Regions from separate parts of the Zea mays genome. Here region 1 is linked to region 2. Evidence: chromatin contacts called from public Hi-C data. All regions are on one chromosome and are shown on one strand. Each heading gives the region's core, a stretch centred on a gene start, on an enhancer-like site or on the middle of the called end of the contact. The rest is flanking DNA. Distances are from core to core; before and after follow the strand shown. Region 1 holds the start of LOC606406 (glycosyltransferase). Region 2 holds the start of LOC100193237.

Region 1 (6,456 bases), core at 536-3,035, 240 kb after region 2:
CCAGATGACTACAACGTACGTCGGCATCTGGTTTGAGCAAATCTTGTTTTGGGCAGTTTTGGATGGCTCACCAAGTTTCAATATTCGTTTACCTGGTTTTGAGAGTTTGAAGACCCAAGTGATACAACACGGCAAATTCGAAAACCACAGATGCATTTTACTTGAGAAATATCTTATGGCCCTCTATCAATTGCTCCTTGAGGCTCATGCTCATTTCTACCATTCCACGACAATGTAGTTCTGTTAATTGTGTTTCCACTCGTACTGCTTAGTTGCTCGTACATTGCTACGATTTTTATATATCATATATGTAGACCTTGCTTAAATGAGATATTTATTCAAACATGATTATATTTTTTATTTTCAAATTATTAGTATATGTGTATAGTTACAATACCTCTCCTTTATATAACACAAACAAGCATGAGTTGCAGGGGTAGAAGCCAAATGCTTTATATTACACGAGCAAGGTTCAAATCCTCCACATGCAGAACCTATTTTACGCGATAGGGAAAATTTATTTGCTCCCCTCGCTAGGAGGCGACACAATATAGTAGAGATATGCGAAAGCCATTTTTACAAACAACAATGCATCATTTCAATAATCTGGCCATCGGTATATCGCGCTAGAGGTTTCTAACATTTTTTTGTTTAAGGTGTTTATTTTCATAAAGACTAATATTACAAACATTCATATTTAAAATACACCCACCATTCCAAAATATAGTCTTTTTTAGCCCTCATTTTTTCCTGTCCACATTGAAATAATTAATAATAAATATAAATATGCATACACACTACATTCATCTGTTAATTGTATTTTAGAAATGAGCGAGTATTATTAATTTTTTGGATATTCTAATTTGTATTATCGTGGTATTACTTTTCCTTAGTGCAACGCAAAGACATTTAGCTACTATAAAAAGAAACGGTAAGAATATTTTCTCAGTCTTAAAATAACTATCATTGTCGTTTTCTGAGGTGACTGCTATTTTTAACGTTAACCAAAGATATAAAAGATGTTAATATTTATAGCACATGATTAATATCATTAAATATATTATCATATCCATTTTTACAATAAATTTATTTAAAAATATAAAATACTCCTAATATTTTCGACAAAATTAGTTATAAAGTTTGATCGGTACGGTACACAAAGCGATATGAGCGGATGGAGTTCTCTTAAGGAAAGAGATGGCTATTGCGTCTCATATTTAATTGCATCAAGTTGTATTAGTACTATATAATACTAGCTAGAATCTATTCTTAATCACGTTTACCTCAACTAATATTTATTTCCGTGCTTTTCATTCCATAGCTGTCTAGGCTAGCTGACATCAGCTGCTATGCTCTGTTGCATCACTTTTCCATGTGCTTTTCCTGTTTGTCGCACTGGCCTTCCCCCGTGGGCCGTGGGATTGATAGATCTTTTAAAATACGGAGCGGCGTGTCGCAGTGCCGCGCGGACTTGTTCCAACGATGCGAGAGACTAATCAAAAGCCAACGTGAGAGTGAGATCGGAGGAAGGAAACACCTTCGAAAGCAGAGGCGATCAAGTCACTCGGTCGCCAGCCTAGCAGCCAGCTACCGCATCTCCGGGCGTTGCACTTGCACAGGGCGGCCTCCATAGTTCCATACTACGAACATGCCCAACTGTCCGCTGGGTCTGGGTCAGACAGAATCTGCCACCCACCCCACCTCCTAGTCTCCCGCCGCGGCCCTCTGGTCAGAGGCCCACATAGATAGAGGGGAACCAGCACACGCAGACGCAGGAAGCCAAGTCGCCTGACTTGCGTCTTCTTGCTTCCTCCTGTGCCGTGTTTCATTTCTTTGACACAACGACGTCCGGGCAGCCGCCTCCTGTCGCCAGTTCGCCACTCTCTGGTTGCTGCACGCCTCTAGTCGGCGGGGCCAAGAGGTGGAAAAGGGCAGGATGAAGTCCGGCGAGCGGCCGAAGCAGATGCGGGGCGTCCGGCAGGAATCTCGGCGGTTCCGGCTTCTGGTCATCGTCGCCGGCTTCTTCCTCGTCTCCCTGACCTTCGTCGTCATCTCCAAGCCCGATTCCATCCTGTCCAGCCGTAAGTAAAAGAATTCAGCGAATCGGAACTCGATTGCTCTCACCTTTGCCTCCCTTCGAGCGCGACTACCTTTCAATCAATTTCGTTAACTAACCGAACTTCGTGTTCGCCTCTCTTTTTTTTCAGTGAACGGCAAGCTGCCGGTGGACCAGGCGCCGACGTCCATCCTGATCCAGCAGAAGGTTAACTCGCCCCCCGCCACCGCACTTGAGACCTCCACCGACGCACTGCGTGAGCAATCCCCCCCCGTCGAATTTCTGGAGACCTCATTTTATCTTTGGGGAAAAAATTACTGAACTTTGGGTGTTTCTTCCTGCGCAGGTGGAGACCCTAGAGTGGTCGATGACGAAGCCGATCCAAGACCACAGGGTGAATTTCTTTTCTTTTTTTGTTTATTGATTAATCTTATCTGAAAGGTGTTCTTTCTCGCTCAATTTTACTTGTTTACGCCGCTGTTCGACTGACGTATGCGCTACTGCTGCTGCCTTCAATCCCCTCTCGCTGCAGGGTTCAAGGGCGAGGAGGAAGAGAGCCGGGTACTGAGCGAGCCGGACGCGACCAGCGGGATGACGGAGCTGACCCCCGACAAGGACGGCAGCGGCCGTAAATCCAACGAGGAGGTGCTAGGTGAGGCGTCGCAGTTGAGCCGCTCATGATGAACTTGTCCGGACCGGACACCCGATTCCAAATCCGTTCGTTTCCGTTTCCGTTTTCGTTTCCGTTTCCGTTTTTGTTTCGTTACAGTCGGTGGGCGTTCGCAGTCGCAGATCCATGATTTGAGAGGCTCCACCCTGTTCGCTTTTTCTCACTCGATTTTGCCCTGGATTGTTCACGTCCAGGCGGCGGAGGTGACGGCGAGGGGAAAAGTAAGGAGGACCGCGGCCACGGGCCGGAGAAGCATAAAGTGACGCTCCCAACCGTTTCCAACTACACTATTCATGACACCGAGGACACCCAAAATGCCAAGCAAGACGGTGTGTACCCCATTCTTATCTTTATTTATGCTTCGCGTACTGCTTCTTCTACATGAAAGACCTCGATTTGCCAAATTACAAACATTAGTGTTTGTGAGTTAGCCTTTTGCCAATTGTGTCTAAAGTGGAACTTTATGACTTCACTAGGTCTAAACATGAGCTCATTTCACCTTGTGACACTTAAGTAACCTTCTTGAACCTTTAGTTCCTCTCTTTATAATATGGATAGCTATATTAAAGTTGATAAAATATTCTATTATGTCTTGCGATAGAATAAAATGTCCTAGCTTAGATTTTTATCTTTTATTCTCATTCCATCTCGATCCTAACCCAATCAACCAAACATCATCTCTTCTCAGCCTGACTAATCACATGCAACCAACCAAACTTAATGAATTGCATGTACACAACTTGTCTCAAGTGAGCCTGTTTCATTGGATATGAGCCATGCTAGATCATGCAGGCAACGAATCAGGCCCTTGGTTGTTCTTAATGGGATATGGTGGTGCGGATATCATTCCTTTGATGTGCCACGAGATCAAGTTGTCCGGAGGTTTAAGCATTTGTCTTGGCCAGAGCCAGGACATGCTCTCAGGGCATGGGTCCTGGGAGTGGTGGGCACACTAGATGGGTCCATAGTAATTTCTTATATCAGGATCCTTAAATGCGTTTTTGTAGCATCTAGGTGTATGGTCTTCATCGGTGCTGATAAACTCATATTCTTGTGCTTAAGATTATGTTTGGATCCGATGGTCTAAAGTTTAGCTATTAAACTTTAGATCACTTTAGCTCTTTAGTCTCTAAATAGGAGGTGTGAAGTGCCGACTGACAGTTTCACCAAACTTTAAGCCTTTGTCCAAAGTTTTAGTCATCCACTTTAGCTAACTAAAGTTTAGATCGGAGAATCGATACAAATCTTAATTTAGACAGCGTAGTACAATTTTTTTATTAAAACCTCTAGTCTTTTTTTCCTTGGGATCTACCTAAACTGTATCGTTCTCCATTGCGATGGTCCAGCTATTTCTGCCTAATATTTTGATTAAACATAGCTTGCTGTATTGTTCTCCATTGCGATGGTCTAGGTGTCAAGCTATTTTTATTAAACATAGTTTGGGAGCAAGGATAACAGAGAGAATCGGAGGGGCTAAAATCCTCTTGTTATTCATCCTCTTCCTATTCAAAATTAAATAGCAAGAGAAATTTAGCACCTCCGGTATCATGGCTCCCAAACTAGCCCTAAAGTGTCTCGTTCTCACTTGCGATGGTCCAGCTATTTCTGCCAAATATTTTGATTAAAGATAGCGTGTTGTTGACATAGAAGTACCTTCCACTTTGCAGATACAAGTAATGACCAGCAGGGGAGCAAGCCCCTGTGCGACTTCTCAAATTTCAGAGCAAACGTGTGCGAGATGCGTGGTGACGTTAGAGTTCACCCAAATGCTGCATCAATCATGTTCATGGAGCCTGGGCATTCGCAGAGAGATGAGCTGTGGAAAATCAAGCCGTACCCTCGGAAAGGGGACGAGTTCTGCCTTAGCCATATCACGGAGCTGACGGTGAAATCAAGCAAAGTGGCCCCCGAGTGCAGCAAGTACCATGACGTGCCTGCTGTGATCTTTTCCCTGACAGGCTACACTGGAAATCTGTTCCACGACTTCACTGACGTGATGGTCCCTCTTTTCACGACAGCAAGCGAGTTCAACGGAGAAGTCCAGTTCCTTATAACGGACATGGCGCTCTGGTGGACAATCAAGTACCATACCGTTCTTGAGAAACTGTCCAAGTACCCTGTGATCGATTTCAGCAAGGACGGCGAGGTGCACTGCTTCAAGCATGTCATCGTCGGCCTGCATGCCTACATGGAGTTCACGATAGACTCGTCCAAGGCTCCGCACAACTACTCGATGGTTGACTTTAACAGATTCATGCGCGGCGCTTACTCGCTGGGCAGGGACAGTGTCACCGTGCTGGGAGAGTACCCTAAGGTGAAGCCTAGGCTGCTCATCATCAAGAGGCACCGCACAAGGATGTTCCTCAACCTGGACGAGATCATTGCAATGGCTGAGGAGCTCGGCTTTGAGGTGGTCATCGACGAGGCCAACGTGAGCTCTGATATCTCCAAGTTCGCGGCGCTGGTGAACACGGTGGACGTTATGATGGGCGTCCATGGAGCTGGGCTCACAAACTGCGTGTTCTTGCCGCAGAACGCCACGCTGATCCAGATTGTGCCGTGGGGAGGGTTGGAATGGGTGTCCCGCACCGACTTCGGCAACCCCGCGGAGCTGATGGGGCTGCACTACAAGCAGTACAGCATCGGCGTGCACGAGAGCAGCCTCACGGAGCAGTACCCGAGCGACCATGAGATCTTCAAGAACCCCATTTCTTTCCACAAGAAAGGGTTTGACTTCATCAGGCAGACCTTCATGGACAAGCAGAACGTGAAGCTGGACTGCAAGAGGTTCAGGCCTATTCTGTTGGAGGCACTGGACAACCTCAACGCGTAAGACCGTAAAAGCTTGTGCTTGTGCTCAATTGGTACTGGGCATGGCAATAGAGATTCCTTCCTGTATACAATTCCTTCTTTTTTTTTTACAATTCGTTCCTTTTAGTAAAATCTATTGTTCGTTCTGTCCCTCCCTGAGAAGGTTCGCATTGTGGAAAATTTAGGAGAAATTGGCTTATAAAAGTTGTTGTATACACACTGTATAAATTGCTGCCACTGCATAGCTTTCGTTCTAATCAATCATACATAGCTCCCGTTCCAGGAAAAAAAATAGTATAAATTCTTCCGGAAATCCACTCTTGTTGCCAGGTGGCAGCCGCAGTGCCATGTGCGACATGTCTTCTTTCATCCTGCAACACTACAGTATTTTGGGCTGGTACCAGCAAAGCGATGTGCTGAGGCGCATGCAGTTTATTAGTTAACTACCCTGGCTCCCACATGGTCAGCATGTAAGTACACCAGGTCTATGATAACAATAAGATTTTTAGGAAACATGTGATTATATATGCTTTAAGCATGTGATGGTACAGGGGACAAGCTAGTTCAACTACCAAACTTTGGCATCCCCCTCACGGCAAATCGCGACTTCTTTTAGTTAGACACGGCCGGTCTATGTGGGGAGTGTGGTCCAACCACGAACGAAGTCTACAAGCTTGTGATATGCCTCTCGAGAGTCATATTCACAAATTTTACACATTATTGGTCCTCGACTCCAAACCGTGCTGTCTTTTTTCTAGGGCTCTTTTGAAGGATTATTTTATGAATCCTATATTTTTTCTAAATTTTTTGAACTATTTTTTTTTCAAATTCATGTATTATTTATGTGAAATTCCCGTGTTCAAAGGAAGCTCTTAGAAAGGATGGCCCTAATATAGCACTGATGTGACATTGATTCTGC
Region 2 (6,928 bases), core at 422-2,921:
ACACGCCAAAATCAACAGAATCGCCGGCGCGCAACTCCTCCGCCATCAAACTACTCAGCGTCTCCTCCGACGAGGCGGCGGCCGGCGGCCGGCGGCGAGGAATCGGCCGACGGCGTAGCGGCAGCGGAAGAAGAAGAGGACGGCATCGCTACGTACCGTCGGCGGCGGCGGGCGGTCTGCTTCACTCGAGCCAGATCTCCGGCGAACGAGAGCACAGCGGGCAGACGAGCAGCAAGGCGGCGGGCGGCTAGGGTTTTCACGGAGCGCGGAAAGTGAAGTTCAAAAAGCAACGACCCCCGCCCCATTTTATAGGCAGGGCGCGCCGCTTCGGGAAACCCGCAATCCAACAGTACGCCGTCAATCAACGGTCACATCAAAAACCCCCGCGGAACCACTTCGAGCGAGGGCAGCGTCTCCGCCATCTAGCGACGTCTTCGGTACCAGGTGACTTTGTCGAACTGGTCCCTCGGAGGGCAAATGTTGGGGCAAAGGCAAAGACGTCACCCTTCGCTCGAAGCCTTCGCGGCAGCTGCTGCTCTGACAGAGACAAAACAGGCAGGGACACACTTCGCTTGATCGGCACCAGACGAAGACCGGCGACGAAGTCATCCCACAGTGCGGCCTCGTCCAGCTCAGAGGCCCACGTGCGATCCGGCCCATTGTAACGGGCCCTGCGTGGCCGCCGCGTGTTACGGGCCTAATTTGTAAAGGCATCCCTGTAATTACAGTCTGTAACCCCGCTTTATGGGAATATTTGGGGATAACCTAGGTAGCTGAGGGCACATGCGTCCTTAACACAAGGCGCTGGGCGCCCAGGTACCTATAAATACCCCTGTACAGTGCCCGTGGGAGGCCAGATTAACAGAGCTATTGCCTTCTTGCACGTAACCCTGTTGTCATCACTGTTCACCCTTGTTGGCCTCCTTGCGACTGAGAGCAAGTTCCAACACTTGCTATAATCACACCAGGTCAAGAACAGGTACCATTGAAGGAGCATGAAGGATGCTACGATGAGTTTAGAGAGGTCTAGTGTAACACCTCAAATCTCCATTTTGGGATTTAAGACAATTCTCCAAAAGTATTGAATTAAAGAGATCCTGAATAAGAAATTTTTCATCTACTCTTGGAGTTGATTCCCCCAAAATGAATATGTTTCTAAATAAAAGTGTTTTCTAATAAAAGATACTTGTATAAAATCACCCTTTGTTAAACTAATAGTTTGTATATAATCTATAAAATAATTAGTTAAGCTACCTTTTAGAAAAAATTAAGAAAAATAAATTAATTATGTAATAGGAATTATTTCCTTAACACATATATTTTGGGTATATGAATTACATATTAGGAAGCATTTGTGCAATGAACAAAATAAAATGATAATTAAATAAACAAAATAATGATTTCGTTTTGCATCATGTTGGGTCTTTCTTGATTGTGCATTCTAAATGAATTGAAATTCAAAACCTCATTTGAATTTGAAAATTGAAAATTATAATAGAAAAAGAATAAGGAAACGAGAAAAACACAACCCAACCCAGTTTTCTTTTCTTTCCCCTCGGCCCAGCCGGCCTAATAACTCCTCTGCAGCTTAGCTCAGTCATGTGTGCGCCGACACCTGGGCCCCGCTATGCAGCTACACACTCACGCCTCCGTGAATGACTGGTGGGGTCGCCTCGTCAGCATCTACCTCACACCAAAACAAACTCATCCCTGAATCCCGCAAACACCATAGCAGATCTCCGTGTTGCTCGCGTCCATTGGATGCGCTCGGGTTGCTGGGGTTCGACCTCCCTATAAAGCAAGGCACCGTGATTTCCCCTAGCATCCCACCTAGCCGGGACCTGAGAACGAAGAGAGAGCGAGGAGGATCCGCCGCGAGCTCCTCTGCATCTCACCGGTAATCAGCCAATCATTGAGGCCAAGAAGGGGGGTTCGCTAGGGAGTGCACGGACACTGGATCAAGGAAGACAAACAGAAGATTCAATAATTTCTAGCCGAACTTGGGTTTCGTCACCGGTCCGTCCCGCGGCATGGCGAAATCGCCGCCGCGGCCATCTCATGTGCACACCGCTGCGCCACCCATGGAGAGCTACTAGGGATCTTTGCCATTGGTTCTGGGTCCTGCGGCTACCTTTCTGGGGTCGAATGGGACCTCGAGTGGTGGATGATTGCTCGCCGGAATCCTAGGGGTATCACCGGCCGCACCACGCCGTTGCCAGGCTTCCCCACGTCTACGCCACAGGTGAGTTTTCCGTCAAGCAATTTGCCTCAGTTCTTAGGACCTGTAGCATAGTTCGGATTGTCGTTTGGGGCTTGGGGCATCTAGACGCGTAAGTCCGGTGAGGTGCGCCACCGTAGAGGTCGGCGACGCCGCCTCAGGCCATCGGGGTCGAGGGGGATGGCTCCTGGTCGTCGACCCATAAATGGAGGGCTCGGATTAGAGCATCGCATACCCTTTCATTTAATTTAGTCGGAGCCATTGAGATCGGAATGAATGTATACGATTTGGTTAAGGCGTGAGCAACTACCAGACGTGGATCGCGGATCAGTCGGCTAGTAGTGTGCACTGGTTCAATAGATAGGCTTTTAATCTCGGTCGCAGATCATGATCCAACAACTGAGATAAATCCGTACCCCTTTACGTGGCAAACTTCATAAAAAAGCTCTTGGAAAATTCCTATATAATGGAGCGTGACGCAAAGCGGCATGACCAGGTGATCCACGTCACCTGAATTTCTATCGCCCGTCCGATTTGAAACACACGACCACATATCCTCCGTACGCAGCCACACTCCAGCCAAAACGATGGGAACTTTCCAGAAACAGATCGAAGTACTACAAGCCTGTTTGGTTTCCTACCTAAGGCGCCACAATCTGTCTAACCTTAGTCGCTCGAATTGAAGAACTAAGGTTAGGCAGAAAAGGTTAGGCATGCTGTGGCGTCTTAGGTAGCAAACCAAACAACCCCTACATCTTCCTCTTCATTTGTTGGCATCTCACTTCACGTGCACTTCCCCGCCTCCCCTACGCCATCTTCGCACCATGCCTCCTGCCTCTCGCGCCCGCACAACGAGCCTCGAGGTCTCTCCGTCGCCATCCCCGTCCTAGGCCCCACTTTCTCGGCGGCGTTGCGATTCCACCAGACGTTAGGGCGAGGTGGCGCGGTTCGTGTGACAACGGGGCTCACCGCTTGCGGCCTCGTGGGTGCTCGGCGATGCGCCAATGTGCCATGACGACCGGTCGGCTGGAGCACGGGGCCGTGGGACGCTGGGCGGCTGCCGTATGAGTGCTAGGGTGTCGGCTGGGTCTAGGAGCTGGCCGGTGGGCGGCTGCGGCTCAGCCATTGAGGTGAAGATATTGTCTTCCATATTAAATTCAAATCCGATTTCGCAAGCAACCATCCCTATACCTCATCATGTTAAACTTCGATTCCACATCAGATTCAATTATCCCTACGGCCTACATGGGGCTATATCCATTCAGAATGTCTGTCGCAACCGTCCCTACACCTCTTTATTATTTACTTTAGGGATGAGTTTGCTAGCCGCATAGACTTTCCATATTGAATATGCCTATTTTTCTTTTGCTTCTTATTAGTTCGGAGACTACAGTCCTGTTGATCCTCTTGCTAAAAAAAATAGCTCATCTTAGGCTATGCGTAATAAGGATTAATGGGTTATAACGACTAATTAACCGCTATTAGCTCTTAGAGCAGCTCCAACAGACAGGTTAAAAATCATTCGCTCGGCAAAAAAAACATAAATCCCGTGGAAACCGAATCCAACAGCTCTTCTTCAACCTCGCTTTCGCCATCTCGCTCGGCATCGCCCTCCGTCGCTAGCCAATATTGCCGAGCTGCTGTGTCTCGCCAAATCGCAATATCCCGCCCCCGCGCTCTCCCAGCGATTCCGTTCCCGCGCCCTCTCGCACGATCTCCCGCCCTCCCGCCCTCTCTGTACCGCCCCCGCGCTCTCCCAGACTGGCCAGCCATCCCGTTCTCGCGCCCTCCCGCCCTCCCTGTACCGCCGCCGCGCTTTCCCGCCCATGCGCACTGCAGCTGTCCGCGACCTGTAGCTCCCCCGCGCTTTGCCGCCCATGCGCGCTGCACCCATCCGCGATAGTGCAGGTCGCGCCGCCGCTATCTTCAATTGACCAGTCGATGCCATGTTCCGGCCACCGCGGCCTCGTGCAATGGAGACAACACAAACTGGGATGTGCACCGGATCTGTAGACAACGTCCATGTTTCCCAGTTTCTCCAACAAAGGCTGGAACAAGAGACAAGTCACCTAGAGGGAGAATTTGATGAATCCACTGTCGGATCGTTGCATCATCGGGTGGTTCCTGTAACAATTGAGGATCAGCTGGCAGAGGATGTGCCAAATGGTACTCAATTTGATGGTACGAGGCCTTCACTGCTATGTTGGTCCAACTAATCAATTTTATCTTGTGTGTTCATTTTGCAGAAACATATGTATTAGATGAAGTTGAGATACCTCCATTTGCGTTATGTTGACATGGTACTTAATCCAATTATGTATGCTGAAACTGACATTTTAAGAATTGTGATAGCTTCATATGGTAACTACAATGAATTAAATAACATTAGTACATGCTTGCAACTTATTTCAGAACTTGTTCTCTTGAGTCCCCTGCTGTAAACAATGGTATTATTGAGATTGTCATGAACTCGGATGAATGCTTGCGACATTAATTGTTCAGTCATGAGTACCAGTATTGCTTTATTTACAGTAAATTGATAATAAGTCACTTATGCCTTATGAGTGAAAGGAAGTAGCGTATAAACAGCAAAGCACTTCGTATCTTTACTTATGTTTAGTATATACAAAAATATAGGTCATTGTTCTTGTGTTCATTAGCCTTGAAGTGTATGGTATATAATGTTGTCCCTTTAGAAGCGTCACATATAATTATGTTTTGCACAGGTACCATGGATTCTGGGTATTACACAAATCTCCTAGTTAATGGTATTGAAGAATCTCAAGCAACTCGTGGTGATGTAAGAATACAGCATGGTCGTGCAACAGCCAAGAGTTCTCAGGGTAGAAGCAAAAATTTTAGAGATGAGGAGGACATTCTTCTTGTGTCAGCTTGGCTGAATGTGGGCATGGATCCTATTCAAGGAGTTGATCAAACACATGGCACACTATGGAGAAGGATACATGAATATTTCAATGCAAACAAGAAGTTTGACTCAAATCGTTCTGAAGTATCTTTAATGAATCGTTGGTCCGGTATACAACATGATGTGAATCTGTTTTGTGGATGTCTGTCTAGGGTTGAGGCTAGGAATCATAGTGGTTGGTCAATTGATGACAAGGTTTTTATTTCATTGTCAGCAAACTAATTTTGTGTTAGGTATGATTATTTGAGAAAACTCTATTTCATGTTTTTTTGGTTTGACATGTGCAGATCGCAAATGCATGTGTAATGTTCAAGGCCGAAGACCCCAAGGATAAGAAGTTTTCATACCTGCATTGCTGGAAAATCTTGAAGGACAAGCCCAAGTGGATGGATAGGCGGAAGGAAATTGGAAGTGCAAAAAAATCAGCCACTAAGAAACAGAAGACAACGACAAATTCTTCTCCAGCATCAATTGCAAATGCAATTGTCGTAGATGCCCCTCTTGGGGGTGCTGATCATGATGAACCATCATGCAGACCCGACGGTAAGAAGAAGGAGAAACAAAAGCTACGACAACGTACGTCCATGGAAGTTGTAGACTATCTAATTGCAAAGAAGAAAGATTCTGACCTTGAAAAGGACTTGAAGAAAGAGGAGAGGTGCAATAAAGCCTTTGCTCTACAAGAAGAAAGGATGAAATTGGACAAAGAAAAGTTTGCGTTCCAAAGACAGCTCGAAGAAGACAGAATAATTGGTTTGGACCTTAGCACCATGAACTATAAACAACGGCAGTATTATGAAGATCGTCAGAACGAGATTCTTGCAAGACGTTTCAATATCTAGAATTTTCTAGTTTTAGTTAAGTATGCTTTGTCAACAAACTTGTTTTAGTTCAACATTTCATCTAAGTACCATCTTGTTCAAGTTTCAGTTTGTAATGGTTTAAAGGTCATGAATCAACTTCCATAAGCATGTAATAAATTAATGGCTTCATAGTCCAAGATGATTTTTGCTGCTAGATTTTTCTATTCGCAGAATTTCCTTTCCCTTTTGCTTGACAGGGGACATCGCATGGTACTCAAAAAGGGACTGAATTTTTTCAAGTTTCGTGTAGTGGACTGAATAAAAGTTTGGCTAAATCTGCTCCATGTCCTAGAATGTTGCAAGAGCAGCATGAGTTAATTGATCAGAATGACAGTGGCCCAATTTCCATGTGTACTCTTATCTCAGTTTTCAAAAACTGGTTTATAAAAAAAAATTGGAGTGGCTGTTTGGAAGCCAGTTTCCTTTCCCTTTTGCTTGACAGGGGACATCGCATGGTACTCAAAAAGGGACTGAATTTTTTCAAGTTTCGTGTAGTGGACTGAATAAAAGTTTGGCTAAATCTGCTCCATGTCCTAGAATGTTGCAAGAGCAGCATGAGTTAATCGATCAGAATGACAGTGGCCCAATTTCCATGTGTACTCTTATCTCAGTTTTCAAAAACCGGTTTATAAAAAAAATTGGAGTGGCTGTTTGGAAGCGAGTTTCTAGAAACTGGTTTGTAACTTCTTAAAATTGAAAATGACAAGCTCATGTGTGACGATTCAGATCAGATGCAAATGCTTGTCTGAATTCTGAAAAAGGCTCTGCATTACTATTGAAAAGTCATTCTTAAGAACATTGCCAGTCATGAATATATTCCTATGAGTGTGGTGATCTATTTGTCTTGATTCTGAAAAAAAGGCTCTCCAAACAGGTGAACTCACTGCCATCACTATGATTATCCTGGTAAGAGCTGTAATC

What was found. A called contact is a pair of places that touch in the nucleus more often than the background predicts.
Region 1: a contact with region 2 is called in a Hi-C map of endosperm, with 5 times the contacts expected there. The contact joins the promoter of LOC606406 here to the promoter of LOC100193237 in region 2. A contact is called at or near these places in 2 of 25 Hi-C or Micro-C datasets (endosperm and leaf).

What each region holds. Positions count from the first base shown.
Region 1 is chr9:55,251,990-55,258,445 of Zm-B73-REFERENCE-NAM-5.0, forward strand. It overlaps LOC606406 (glycosyltransferase), which reads left to right and starts at 1,786. Exons shown (of 6, transcript NM_001112281.1): 1 at 1,786-2,081; 2 at 2,208-2,312; 3 at 2,403-2,450; 4 at 2,589-2,708; 5 at 2,921-3,055; 6 at 4,394-5,761. The coding sequence starts at 1,937. The coding sequence ends at 5,559.
Region 2 is chr9:55,016,763-55,023,690 of Zm-B73-REFERENCE-NAM-5.0, forward strand. LOC100193237 reads left to right here and starts at 1,672. Exons shown (of 3, transcript NM_001138387.2): 1 at 1,672-2,242; 2 at 4,945-5,339; 3 at 5,432-6,137. The coding sequence starts at 4,950. The coding sequence ends at 5,986.